2 separate regions of the Mus musculus genome follow, and region 2 is linked to region 1. Evidence: chromatin contacts called from public promoter capture Hi-C data. All regions are on one chromosome and are shown on one strand. The core of a region is the stretch at or near the end of the contact, and the rest is flanking DNA. Distances in the headings are between cores, read along the strand shown.

What was found. Capture Hi-C pulls out chosen DNA fragments and counts their contacts.
Region 2: a contact with region 1 is called in a promoter capture Hi-C map of liver, with 2.8 times the contacts expected there. The contact joins the promoter of Dnajc12 here to the promoter of Hk1 in region 1. A contact is called at or near these places in 1 of 39 promoter capture datasets (pre-B cells), 1 of 484 Hi-C or Micro-C datasets (CD4 T cells), 1 of 115 datasets of contacts at active chromatin or transcription factors (thymic regulatory T cells) and 2 of 9 other capture datasets (adipose tissue and liver).

The regions. Positions count from the first base shown.
Region 1 is chr10:62,336,934-62,344,311 of GRCm38.p6, reverse strand. It overlaps Hk1 (hexokinase 1), which reads left to right and starts at 3,891. Exons shown (of 18, transcript NM_001146100.1): 1 at 3,891-4,299. The coding sequence starts at 4,237. It overlaps Hk1os (hexokinase 1, opposite strand), which reads right to left and starts at 4,078. Exons shown (of 3, transcript NR_168630.1): 1 at 3,900-4,078.
Region 2 is chr10:63,383,479-63,390,856 of GRCm38.p6, reverse strand. Dnajc12 (DnaJ heat shock protein family (Hsp40) member C12) reads right to left here and starts at 4,294. Exons shown (of 5, transcript NM_013888.3): 1 at 4,082-4,294. The coding sequence starts at 4,159.

The DNA.
Region 1 (7,378 bases), core at 2,642-5,141:
GCAATGTCTTCTCTTCACTGCAAGACCTGCAGTCTACAGCTCTCTCTCTCACACCTCATTGACTGATTAAGTGGGGTTAATGATATTTGTCCTTGTAGCCTCCCCAGGCTGTTATCGGGAGAAATGAGGCAATACAGGAGAAACTGCTCTGTAAATGGGTGACATTGTGTAAGCATGGTCATCAGGAGGCGTGCGCTTCCTGGTGCCAGGGGTTCAGCCCATCTGTCAGAGATCACAGTGGAGGAATTCCCAGGACTGTGGAGCAGATGGGAATGAATTAGATGTCCTAAGCATTTGGTCTGTATCATCTTCCGGGCAGGTGTGTTTGGCGGAGCGGCCGCCTGACAACATTTGGTCCGTCCTTCCCACGACTCGTAGCAGGAGAGACACAGTAGATGAACTGAGAGTTCAGAGGACTTGTGGGAAAGATGAAACTTTGCCCAGAAGGGGAAGAAGCTTGGGACTCTCTGGGTTGAGGTCTTCCTGTAGGTCTGGGAGTAATCAAGGCAGCTAAACTGGGGTTTAAGACTTAAGGAGCGGGGCCTGAGGCAAAACCCCCATTGCTACAGTACTCACCGATGCCCCAGCAAGCACAAAGCCCTCAGTTTAACTTCAACTTTATGTTGCATGTGGCAGTGGGACCCATGATCCAAGCATTCAACAGGTAGAGACCAGAGATCAAAGTTGAAGAACATCCTTAGCTATATAGAGAGTTCAGGCCAGGTTGGGCTACATAGGACTTTACCAAAAAGAAAAGGACCAGGGGTAGGGTAGTAAAGGGGGGAAAGACACACACTAACACGAAGAATCCAGAACCATGCGTGGTGGTGGGCACGTGGGAGGCAGAGGCCGGTGGAACTCTGAGTTCGAGGCCAGCCTGGTCTACAGAGCAAATTCCAGCACACCTAGGACTACACAGAGAGACTATGTCTTGAAAAACCAACGAAACAACCAACCAACCAAAAATAACTCATGCGTGAGGCCTGGAAAGATGACTCAGTGGTAAAGGTTGCTGCCTGCTCTAGCAGAGGTCCTGGGTTCAATTCCCAGCACCCACATGGTAGCTCACAAACATCTGTAACTCCAGTTCCAGGGGATCTGATGTTCTCTTCTGACCTCCTTGAGCATCAGAAACATGCATCACACACACACACACACACACACACACACACACACAATATATATATATATATATATATATATGCAAAATATTCATATAAAACCCCTAAAAAATTAAAAATAAACCCAGGCATAGTAGTGCACACCTTTAATCCCAGAACTAGCTAGACAGAGGTAGGCAAATCTCCATGAGTTCAAGGCCAGCCTGGTTTATATAGAGAGTTCCAGGCCTACCAGAGCTACATAGTAAGACCCTGTTTTAAAAACAAACAAATAATAATAATAATAAAAAAGACAAGAAACCTTTGTGAGGTGGTCTAGGGCTCAACTGAGAGAAGACACAACACTGCTGTAGTGTTGGCTCCAGGGAACTGCCTGATGGGAGCAGATAAGACCAGGCCTCCGGGAGACAGTCACCCATATCAGGGAGGCAGTCTTGACTCAGAGTTGCTTATCTGGCCCAGGCTGCCTGAGGTGGTGGGGTAGGATGGACAGAGTGCTGGCTAGGCATCAGAACTGGGGTTGAGTCCCGGCTCCAAATTCTACCGCAACCTGCCACTGGGCAAGATGGCCCACCAGCTGTGCATCCTACGCTGCCTTGCCTGTAGAGAAGAGCCCTGGTCCCCGTTTGCATGGACTCTGAGCACTGTCCGAGTGTGCCCTGTGGAGGTGCTGGGGCCTGGGAGGCCAGGGTGAGTGACTGAGGTCATGGGAGGCCAGCTTAGGCAGGAAGGCCAGACATGCCTTCCTGTGGTGAAGGGAACTTGGACAGGTATAGATGAACGGGGAAGGGTAGGCGAGCAAAGGGGTATGAGCGGTGCCACAGTGGAATGGACCTGTGCAGTCTGAGGAGAGAGGGAAATAGCCCTGTTGTGACCAGGGGCCAGGGAAGAGATACACTCAAAGAGTAGGGTCAGCTACAGGGCCAACATGTTTAAATCGGCTCCATCAGGGCCCAGAAGGGACTGCAGGCAGGGACATAACACAATTAAGGTTGCTTTTCAGGGAGAGTGCCGTGGCCTGCAGCTCAGAATGGCTTGGATGGCTGGTAGCCAACAACCAGAAAGCCACCTTAAATGTTCTTGTAATATTTCTAGCTAGACAGGCGAAAAACTGGGGTGGTAATGGTATTGGGAGCGGCAGTGAGTCTGACTTAGAGATGTGAATTAGGAAATAATGCTAAGCCTTAGTGCCTCTGTGTGTGTGTGTGTGTGTGTACTGAGTCACCTTGGTACAGGGGTTGGGGGAAGGGATAGCAGAGGTGCCTACCTGCCTATAAGTTTGGCCAGCTTTTTCCCAATTCTGGTTTGTTGGGTAAGGGTTGTATGGGGACAGATTATAGTGATAGCTGAAGGCTGAGTGAGGGGGCCGTGAGTCTAACACGGGGAGCAGAGAGATGGCCCATTCAACCTACAGAGCTCTGAGAAAACAAAACAACCCTCCATCCTCAAAGATGTCCCAGCCTTGAGAGCTGGCTGGCAGAACTACATTTGCAGAGTCGAATGCAGCTTAGAAGAACCATTTTGTCCTGACACTGGTGGCCATGTTGGTAGCGTTCGCCTGTGCATATGTGTGTGTGTGTGTGTTAGTTTGAGATTTATGTGGGCCTCAAATGCTAATCTTTTTGAGGGGAGATCCTATTAGGAAAATAATTTAAATACAACAGTTAGGCCCTCCCTGGGCCTGGAAATGGCGATATACAGGTTGCGCCCCCCCCCCCAAACTTTAACCTGTAGGCTCCCAAGTTCATTCTATGAGAGTACTTCCCACTTAATTTGTTAGACACAAGTGTTTATGCTCTTTCACAAAAATCATGGGGTGTAGACATCAGTAGTTACAGCTCCATCTTAGGGGTAAAGAAGTGACTGAGGACACATCTGCACCTGCCATTGGGCAGGGTGGGGATGTGTCCTGGATAGAGGTATCAGGTCTACCACCTCTTTCTCAGTGGGCAGTGGTGGCTGGAAGGGTCCTGGGGTACTTGAGGGGTGTTCCAGGCATGGGCTCCTAGCCCCCCAGGTGTGGGCTAGAAGTTAGCCTCTATAGTTCCCTCAGGACAGATGCTGCAGCCCTGGTCATGGGAACATGGCCTGCAAGGGAAGCTTAAGTAAGAGACACTGCATACAACGGCCAGGTCACCAGCACTGAAGCTAAGAAAACCCTGCCCGACTCCTGAGCAGCAACTGTAACGCATTGCCTCAGACTCCTCACCTGTAGAATCAGAGCCACTTCTGTATGTCAGAGTTCTTACTTGTCATAAGGTACAAATACGATTTCCCCTCAACCTGAGTCCTGAACAGTACCCCCAACCTCCCAGAACCCGGATGCCCAAGAGCTAGAGAAGGGTGGGAGGATCGGGACAGGCTGGGAATAGGCCAAAATTCCCACTCGGGGACCATGAGCTCTTACATGATGTCACAGGGGCAGGCGCTTTGGGTTTCGCTATGTGAACTCTGACAGGCTGTGGTGGGACTCCGAGCATCATCCTTAGATTTTGGATCCTCGATGGCAGGCAGGCACAGGGACCCAGTGCAAGATCTGTGAAGCCGCCTAGTTTCGGCTTCCGCTCTCTTTCCACGCCCACTTGTGTGCTTCCCCAACAGGGAGGATGGGAGGGGTGGGGGACGAGCCCTAATCTCCGAGGAAGGGGTGTGGCTCCGTTCGCGTTCTCCAGTTTGTGGTGTCCTGGATCTGTCCTCTGGTCCCCTCCAGATCGTGTCCCACACCCCACCCACTCTGGCTTGGCACTGTGCCACCACGCGTGACCGCGCGCTCCTTACGTGGGGAACGTGCAGGGTGATGCCTCCTTTCCGGCGCGGGAGGGAGCGGCCGTCATTCTCCTGCTCTGGCTGGGAAGCCCCAGCCATAGCGCGGCAGTGGCGCCTTGTAGCCAATGGGGACTGAGGAGGTGGGCCGGCTGGCGGTTGTCACCCTCCCGGGGACGGGAGCTCGGAGGTCTGGAGAGAGCAGGCAGACGCCCCGCCCAGGGACTGAGGGGGAGGAGCCAAGGGAGGAGGAGGTGGAGTCGCGGATCCGCCGCTGGAGGACCACTGCTCACCAGGGCTACTGAGGAGCCACTGGCCCCACACCTGCTTCTCCGCATCCCCCACCGTCAACATGATCGCCGCGCAACTACTGGCATATTACTTCACCGAGCTGAAGGATGACCAAGTCAAAAAGGTGAGCCCCGCCGGCGCCGCCCTGGCCACAGCCTTGCATTCCCGCATCCGCTCGCCACCGCCTGCATCCTCCCCCCGGCCTCTCCCGGCTAGACAGCATCTAGTTGGACTACAGGGTGCAGGCGACAGGCCTCATGCTGGGATTCACCCGGGCATTGTGGGCATGCGGGCGTGCTTGTGGTTTGAGGAGCTGGGCGGCCGGCTGAAGACCCCCCCCCTTCCTCCCACGGCTGGATTGCATACTGCAGTGTCCTTGAAAAGGACCATGGATGTCAGATGGGTACCCGCACGCAGTGCCGGGCTGAGACCTGTCTAGGTGGGGACCAGCTGGCCTGTCTATAGGCCTGTTTTGAAAGGTCCACGCGCGCCGTGGGCGGGGAAGGTGTGATCGCCGAGATAGGCTGGGGAGGTGAGTGAGCAGCTGGCGGGGGTGCTGGCTGGAAGCCAGGCATCCCATATTTGGGGTTCCCATTTGGAGAATACGATGCCCTCCTGAAACTGTCACTGGGCTCCCCCAGCTGTTGCAGCTGCTCCTTACTCTGAGGACGGGGTGACCCGCCTGGCTTTCCGGTGAGGGGAGGGGAGCAGAGGCCACCGGAAACTTTGCTCATAGGCCTCAGGTCGAGAACCGCACGTCTGAATGGAATTTTTTCTTCCTCTAAACCTGTAATTTCCAGGCAGTCTCAGCCTAGGAGCTCAAATAAGACACTTTAGTCACTTGAAGAGCTCGGAGGGGTTGGCATTCGTTCCTTGTGACTTGTGAGTTCTTGCACATGGACGCTGGGTCCTAGGGGTGATGTTCATCTAGTATAAAGTGCCGTCTGCTGGTGGGTCTTAAAGATGTACCTCACTTTTCTGCCACCATCAGTAAGACGGGATGTTTTTTTCCTGAGATAGACTAAGTTGGTTAGGAAAACACCTAGGACATTTTTATTTGTGCTATGGGTATGCCTTACCTACCCTAGGATAGGTTAATAGCATCATCACCCTGACAGACACTGGGACAAGAGGTACTATCTACAGGTGAGAGGCGGCAGTGACTAGGCTCTGTCCTTTCCTGGCCTGAGACTTCTCATCCTGCACCTTCAGAAGCAGTCTTACCGGGGACTGTGACCTCCTGAAGGTCACACAGCTGGTTAGAGGTGGAGTCTGGGCGGGGCTCTGACCCTCCTCCCACTCGAGAACTTGACCAAGACTCCCCCTGGGTGTCAGCTGAAGGGGAGGTGCTGAGAGACAAGACTGTTGGAGATGCAGCTCTTATCCTGAATAGGGACCAGGAATAGGGTGCTGAAGGGCTTCACTGTCAATCTCCCACCCCCACCCCCATCCCTGACCTGATGTCAGGGAGCTATGCATCAACACGTGTAATTGCTTGAGTTTCTTCCATGGCGGTGGACATGCTTATCCCATGGAAAGGGAAGATAGGAGGGCAGAGTGCACTTAGGATAGGCCTCCCGAATCAAGAGTCCACAGCTCTCCCACTCTAGATACCCTCTGTGGCTCAGGCGTGCAATGGTGGGTGGAGGCCCAATGACCTTGTAAACTAAGCCTCCAGCCTCACACCCACAGCCACCTGTGTGGCTGCCAGCTGCCTGGCTGCTCCCTGACACCGTGCTGGGTGGCCACCGGTGGCTGAGTTGGACTAAGGCGCTCCACTACAAGTGGCCTGATTCACCTCCGTCCCATTCCATCTCCCAGGCCCTGTGGGTATCTGAGCACCGATTCAAACGGTGCCTAACTAAAGCCCTCACTCTGAGATTGGGATATCCCCTCCCCCACCTCTATCCCAGAGCTTTGCTGGAGCAAGGTCTCTAAACTGAAACTTTCATTTCGTTCTGTGTAGGAGATCCTTAAAAACAAATGAGCTCTCAGCCTGACGGTGGGTGGTGGCTCAAGCCTTTAATCCCAGCTTTTGGGAGGCAGAGGTGGATCTCTGTGAGTTTAAGGTCAGCTTGGTCCACAGGGCAAATTCCAGGTCAGCCAGGAATACAGAGAGAAACCCTGTCTGGAACCACCCCCCTCCAAAAACAACAACAACAACAACAACAACAAAACAAAAACAAAAAAGCCAAAACAAACAAACATACAAACCCTCAAAACAAAAACTGAGCAACGGCAGGGCGTGGTGGCCTCCCAGCACTTGGGAGGCAGAGGCAGGCGGATTTCTGAGTTCGGGGCCAGCCTGGTCTACCAAGTGAGTTCCAGGACAGCCAGGGCTATACAGAGAAACCCTGTCTCGAAAAACCAAAAAACAAACAACAAACAAACAAAAAACTGAGTAACAACAAAATCAACCAACCAAAAAACGCCAAACCAAACCAAACCCACCAACCAAACAACAACAACAACCAACAAACAAAACAAGAGCTTCCTTTTGCACTGCACACAGAACTTAGAAGCTTTTTAAGCTTCCAGGAGATCACCTCTACCTGTAGAGTGCTCTGCCATATGTGGGTGTGGTCCTTAGGAGGCTCCCAGGGCACACAGTGGTCACTTGCTCCCATGAGTCAGTTTATTAGCTTCCTGTCCTTCCCACCCCACTTCTGTTATGAGAAAGGCTGCCTGGAAGTGCTAGTCCCCAAATCTTGCTCCTTTTTTTTTTTTTTTTTTTTTTTTTTTGGTGGAGCTGGGCCCTGTGTGTGCTACTCTAAAGAGAACCCAGTGAGTGGAGACTCTCCTAAGTGTGGGCAGCCATGATGATTCAGTTCTCCAGCCTCAGGGAGCCAGCCCATGGGGCTATGGAGACATGCCTCGGGTGATATACAGGACCTTGCTCTCAGCTAGGAGGAAGGAAATTGGATCTCGTTGGGGGAAGGTTTTCAGGGTTGCCCAGAATACAAAGGCACCCGGGAGACGGTTTTATTTCCCTCCACTGCCTGGGAGCCCGCAATAATCCAGCCTTGAGAACAGGTCCTGGGCAGAAATGGATGAAGCCTCTGACTTCTCAGCTCACATCCCCGTGCTCCCGGCTGCTTTTGCATAGTGCCGGTTAAAGGGTGCCACAAAAAAGGGGACTTGGTGGACAGAAGCATAAGGCACACATTTTCCTTCACTCAGGTTTTTAAGAGGAATGAACATTG
Region 2 (7,378 bases), core at 3,045-5,544, 1.0 Mb before region 1:
CACAGCACTGCGGTATCCAGAGACGGGCAACTTTCCTCATGCACAGACCAACCTAAGACACGGGGCCCAGTGGCAATAGGGTTACCCTATGACAGGAAAGGCTGTGACATTAGAGGAATGACCTAAAACAGGAGCCACGGTGGATGGACGTAATTGCACAGGCCTAGACCAGCCTCATTTTATTAAAACAAAAAGGAGGAGATGTGGGAAGCCGTTGAAGAGTGGCAGTTACAGAGTGGCAGTTACAGAGTGGCAGTTACAGAGTGGCAGTTGCAGAGTGGCAGTTGCAGAGTGGCAGTTGCAGAGTGGCAGTTGCAGAGTGGCAGTTGGCTACAGCTGGCCACCACACATACATAGCCAGTAAAGGTTCTTTTGCCAAGGTGAGGTTTTGAGAATTGACAAATGTTAACCAATCAGATGAGAGACAAGTTAACCAATCAGATGAGAGAGAACGCCTGTCCTAGGCCTATAAAAGCAGCACCAGTTCTGGGCTCGAGGTCTTTTCGCCTCTACAATCAAGCTCTCCCAATAAACGTGTGCAGAAGGATCCTGTTGCAGCGTCGTTCTTCCTGGCCAGTCGAGCGCGCGCAAGATCCGGCCTTTACACACACACACACACACACACACACACACACACACACACACGTGCACAGATGTACTTCGTAAGAGAATCAAATGTCTTCAAGTGTAGATAACCATGCAGACAATTCCAGCCAGGTCATCCTTGGCTAAATAGGAAGTCCAGGCCAAAAATGTAATAGTATACTTTGTGTGTGGATGTGACAGGGTCACACTGGGTAGCCCTGGCTGGCCCAGGATTCAACATGTAGACCAAACTGACTTCAGACTCCAAAAGATCAGCCTGCTTCTGTCTCCTGAGGGCTGGGATTAAAGGCATGTGACATCAAGCCCAGCAAATGAACACTTTTAAAGATGTACCTGATTGTTGTATGTGTGTGAATGTTTTGCCTGCATGGTCTGTGCACATGACATGGTCGGAAGAGGGCACTGGATTCCCAGGCATTGGAGTTCCAGATAGCGATGAGGCATAGTGTGAATGCTGGGAACCAGGCTCTACAAGAGCAGCCAGTGCTCTTAACCACTGAGCCAACCCTCCTGTGCCCCAAGTAAACACTTGTAGATTACCATCTTACTAGTACCCCCAAACCCTCTTTGTATAGAGTTCCTATCAATACAGAATAGAAAATATTGTTCTCCTTTTTACTCCTTTAAGATACATTTTGCCCATATTTATGTCTATGTTCTGAGAAGATTAACTAATACAAATGCATAAAATTATACCTATCTGTCAAAGATGGTTGGAATTTTATTGTTATGGATGTTCTGGTTTTTGTTTGTTTGTTTTAATTCACATCACACTAGAAGCTGTTCTGGGACTGGGAGTGGCGGCACACGCCTGTGAGCTCAGCACTTGGAAGGCAGAAGCAGGCGGAGCTCCGTGAAATTGAGACCAGCCTTGGCTACCTAGTGAGGTCCAAGACAGCCGGGGCTATGTAGAGAGACACAGTCTCAACAAACAAACAAACAAACAAAAATTGAAAAATGAAAAAAGAAGGAGGCAGAGGAGGAGGAAAGAAAAAAGGAAGCAAGGAGAGAGAGAGAGAGAGAAGCAAGCAAGCATTCTGGGGTCAATGACATGGTTCAGTGGGTAAAAGCAATTGCCACCAAGCCCGATGACCTGAATTCAATGCCCCAGACCCACATGGTGGAAGGAAAGAACCATTCCCCACAACGTGTCCTCTGACCTCTGCATGATGTGGAATGCATTATGGTACCTGTCTACGGTAGCAAACTGTAAACCCCCAACAGTGCTAACAAGTTACTGTCACTTCCTGCTTTACATTTCTCGAGTCTTGCCAATTTCATTTAAAAAAAAAAAAAATAGCTCGTATCTGTCTTTCAATACTTTACCATTTTACTGTCACAGGGTTAAACACAGACCTTCTGCAGGGCTGACCCTGAGCAAACCAGGAAAGATGGCTAGTTTGCTTTCAACATAGCCTATCTCTCTCCTGCTGTCCGTATCCCACATGCCCAGTGCTGAACGCAGACCGTGGACAGCCAAAGCCCTTACCTCAAGGTCCACTAAGCCCTCCCTTCCTGATCCAATATCTAGTGATCTGTCTGCACAGCTGCCTACCATGCCGGTGGTAAACAGAAATCATGTTTAACTTTACTCACAGTCAAATAAACCAAAACCTGCAGAGGGTGAAGGGAGGTTCAAAGACACAAACACCATGCTCTCCTGAATCTTAATTAAGTAGGTACACATTTCTAAAAGTGAATTCAAGTACACATATAATATATATTTGCAGGCATATGTAATGTGAATGAAATATACATTATATATGAAATACATAATTATATTTGTGTGTGGCATATATAATGTATATATGTGTGCATATATAATATATGAAATATATAGTGTACATATATGTTAAACATATAATGTACATATATACATGTACATATACACATATTTTTCCATATATGTGTGGAAAAACATATATGTGTGTATATATACATATATATGTATATATATGAAAAACCTCTATCTCTAGTCTTTGACCCAGAATTCTAATACTAAAAACTTGTCTACGGAGAAAATCTGAAATGAGACAAGAATTTAGCTCCACAGTGTGTGGCTTATCTAGAGAAACAGACTACCATAGCCTCAATGAAGCCAAAGCAAGGCTTAATTCAGAGTAAGAACTAAGGAACTGTCATGCAAAAGGGACTGCAGTAAGCATAGTTTTGGGGGGTTGGTTTTGTTTGTTTTATTTGGGGGATCGGCCCTTAGAATTACAGTACACAGGTCATCCATCTTGGTGTCTTAAGTGACTCTTGAACCAAAGATCTGGTCCAACCCAACATACAAAGGTTCAACGAATAAAACATAATTTTTAAATAAAAATGTATGTGTAGTAGGATATTTCTTTAAACTAATTATAACTATCGATGTTTAAAAAAAAATTGGCTTTGTGGCTAAGCATGGTGGCACATGCCTTTAATCCCATCACCTATGAGGCAGAGGCAAGTTATGTCTGTGAACCATGGCCAACTTGATCTACATGCTGAGATGGTGAGTTCCAAGCCAACTCTGTCTCAAAAACAAAAACAAAACAAAACAAACAAAAAAGTAATGCAGGCTATATGACAGAGTAAGTATCCCTACTCAGCCAAATAGAACCCAAATGCACATACATATATACATACAGGCATGCATGCATGCACATAAAACAAAAATAATAAGTCTTTAAAAGAATAACACATTTGGCTGGGCGTGGTGGCTCACGCCTTTAATCCCAGCACTCGGGAGGCAGAGGCAGGCGGATTCCTGAGTTCGAGGCCAGCCTGGTCTATAAAGTGAGTTCCAGAACAGCCAGGGCTATACAGACAAACCCTGTCTCGAAAAAAAAAAGAATAACACATTTGTCTCAAGTATATGATGTCTAAGGGAAGCATTACTTTCTTTAAAAGAAAAATCTCCCACCAGATATGACATCTAACTTGATTTGATTTGAAATTATAATGGTATTTAATACCATTTGAGGTTATAATGGTACTATAAAATCCATGAGACTTTCTCTGAACGAGGAGACTACAGACAGGGGGCCCCGCCTCCTGAGCTCTAAATCGCAGCCTTTACTTAGGCAGTGGCTCTCAACCTTCCTAATGCTGCGACTCTTTAGTACAGTTCCTCACGTTGCGGTAACCCCCAACCATAAAATTATTTCGTTGCTACTTCATAACTGTAATTTTGCTGCGTTTATGAATTGTAATTAAAAATATTTGATGTGCAGGATATCTGATATGCGACCCCAAGTCCGTAGCAACCCACAGGTTGAGAACCGCTGCTCTAAATAAATAAAAACTGTATGTGGTCCCTCTCCCAGCTAATACTTTGAAGTTCGGAGTCCTTTCCTCAAATTAACCAGCAAGCATTTTAATCCTTCACTTTCTCCGAGCCGAAACTCCTTCCAAATGGTACGAGGTTGGAGTTCCAGGAGACGTGGCTGATCTCAAAGGCGACCTGGTGAGAACCTGCAACCCTGCTTACCGAGGAGAGCTCATCGCATCCCAGCAAGGCGTAGTAGTCCTCGCTGCCCTCCGGCCTGTAGTTCAGTATCGCGTCCATTTACAGCGGATGAGTCAGTCCTCTCCGACGCCACCGACACTGTGAGCTCCGGGGCGACAGCAAAGCTCTTTACATTTCAGCAGGACTTTCCAAACCAGCGAGCACCCAGACGTCAAGCCAGCCCTTTGCAAACACAGCTTCTCATTGGCTGTTTGCCCAGGATCGAGCCTGCCATGCGGGGCTGCTGGGATCTGTAGTTTGGGGTTTGTTGTTGCTGTTGGGTTTTTTGTTGCTGTTGTGTTTTGTTGTTGTTGTTGTTGTTGTTGTTGTTGTTGTTGCTGCTGCTGCTGCTGCTGCTGCTGCTGCTGCTGCTGCTGCTGCTGCTGCTGCTGCTGGTGATGCTATTGTTTGTCGTTGATGTTGTTTTGGTTTGGTTTGGTTTGCTCTTTACTTTTTGCTTTCATTGAAAAAATTTGTTTCATACAATATATATTCTGATTATGGTTCCCCGGTCCCAACTCCTCCCAGATCCTCCCCTCTCCTTCACTCACCCAACATCTCGCCTTTTTTTTTCCCCCTTCTCTCGTTAGAAAACAAATTTTAAAAACTAAAATAAAAGAATTTAGAGAAAAATAATGGAAGAAACACATGCAAACAAAATCTATAAAATTAAAAACACGGGCTGGAGACATGGCTCAGCGGTTAAGAGCACTGACTACTCTTCCAAAGGTCCTGAGTTCAATTCCCAGCAACCACATGGTGGCTCACAACCATCTGTAATGGGATCTGATGCCCTCCCTCTTCTGATGTGTCTGAAGACAGCTACAGTGTACTCACATATATAAAATGAATGAATTAATCTTTAAAAAAAATTAAAAACACAAACTGGGAAACCATAACATACCAGCAGAAGGCCAGTAATTTTTTTTTATGCAATATAAAACAAAAAGGCTTTAAAAAATACCATTGTCAGCAACCACATGGTGGCTCATAACCATCCATAATGAGATCTGATGCCCTCTTCTGGTGTGTCTGAATACAGCTACAGTGTACTTACATATAATAAATAAATAAATCTTTTTTAAAAAATACCATTGAGTTTGTTCTGTGTTACCCGTTTCCTGCTGGGCACGGAGCCCACCCTTAAGTGTGCCTAATATACCCAGTGAGACCCCGCTACAGAGAACTACTTTTTCCTTGATGATATCAACTGAAGATGGCTTGTTGGTTAGGGATGGGAGGCCATCTCTACTTCCCCTCTCAGTGCTGGGACCTCATCTGGCTTGAACACGGACAGGCCTGTGTGTGCTCTCACAGTCTCTGTGAGGTCCTATGTGCCTCGGTGGAGTTTGAGTATTGACATGGTGATTTTTTTTTTTCCTATTAGCTAATCGGAAGTCAGTTTTGACAATTTAGTGTAAAACTGTTACTAATTTATTGTACCTCTGTTACTTGGATAGTTTTTTTTTTAACCTATTTTTTTAAGAGACAGAAGAAAATGTGAAGCAAGTTTTTAAGATTTGGTCAATTAGAAAGATACTTTTCCAAGTGTCTAAAATAGCATGTAATTTGGGGCGGTTGTAGATGTAGCCCGGTGGCCAGCATTTTTGACTGCCACCAGCCAGGCCCTAGGGAAAGGAGAAAGGGAAGGGGAGGGGAAGAGGGGAAGGGAGGAGAAGGGAAGGGAGAGAGGGGAGAGAAGGGGAGGAGAGAGGGGAGGGGGACGGGGAGGGAGAACAGGGGAAGTGGGAAGGGACAAGGAGAGGAGACTGAGAAGAGATCATTAATTCTGTTTTTGGTTTTGGTTTCTTCGAGACGGGGTGTAGCCCTGGCTACTCTCTGTAGAACTCACTCTGTAGACCAGGCTGGCCTCGAACTCAGAAACCCTCCTGCCTCTGCTTCCCAAGTGCTGGGATTAAAGGCATGTGGCACCCTGAGATCATTGATTCAGAAATCAGGGACTGAAGAGATGGCTAGCGGTGAGAAGCACTTGCTGCACTTCCAGAGAGCTTCAGTTCAGTTTCCAGTGCCCAGCACCTCGCTAATTCCAGCTCCAGGAGATCCGACACCTCCCGGCTTCCAAGGACATCTGCACTAAGGTGTACACACACACTGCCACATAATTAAAACTGATACAAATTCTTGGGAGGCAGAGACAGGTGGATTTCTGAGTTTGAGGCCAGCCTGGTCTACAAAGTGAGTTACAGGACAGCCAGGGCTACACAGAGAAACCTGTCTCAAAAATTAAAAAACAAAATCAAAAACTGATACAAATTAAATATAAACAGATTAAGCATCCAAGTATGATGGTACAAACCTATTATCTAATCTTATCCCAGGTTTGAGAACAGCCTAGGATACAGGAGAGCTAATATATATTATAAATATATGTTATGTTACATATAATTTATATATAACTTTTATATATTATATATTTATATACATGGCATGGTGGTGCATGCCTTTAACCCCAGCTTTCAAGAGGCAGAGGCAGGTGGATCTCTGTCAATTTGTATTTTTTTTAAATAAACCTTTTAATTTATTCATTTTTTATTTTATGTGCATTGGTGTTTCGCCTGCATGGATGTTGTGCGAAGGTGTCAGATCTTGGAGTTACGGACAATTTTGATCCGCCATGTGGGTGTTGGGAATTGAACCTGGGTCCTTTGGGAGAGCAGTTGGTACACCTAACCTCTGAGCCATCTCTCCAGCCCACACATGGTACTTCTTAGCTCCTGTTCTCCATTTATTCAGTCCGGGGTCCTCCCAAGGTGTTAGCTACCACAGCAAGCAGGCAGGTAGGTTTTCCCACCTCAATTAATTTAATTAAGATAATCCCCCATGCCCAAAGACACATCTTTCTGGTGATTCTAGAGTCTGTGATAACATTGCCCATGCCATTAACTGTCTCTAACCTCAGTACTGAGACAGGCAGATCCCTGGAGCTTGATGGCTTGCCAGCCTAGCCAAAGCCGTGCACTCCAAGTTCATCTCATCGTGAGGCTATCTCAAAATATGAGAAGAAGCTAGGTGGCCCATACTTTAATACTAGCACTGGGGAGGCAGAGGACTGGGAGATCTCTGAGTTCGAGGCCATCCTGGTCTGGATACGGAATACCAGGCTAGCCCAAGCTATAAAATGATACCCTATCTCAAAATTAAATAAATGACGGATATCCATACAGGAAGACACTCAAAACTCTCTGGCTTCTCTGAACACCTATTTTACATAGCTATGTGCACCTGCACTTATGCTTTTCTGGAGGTATAGATCCATTT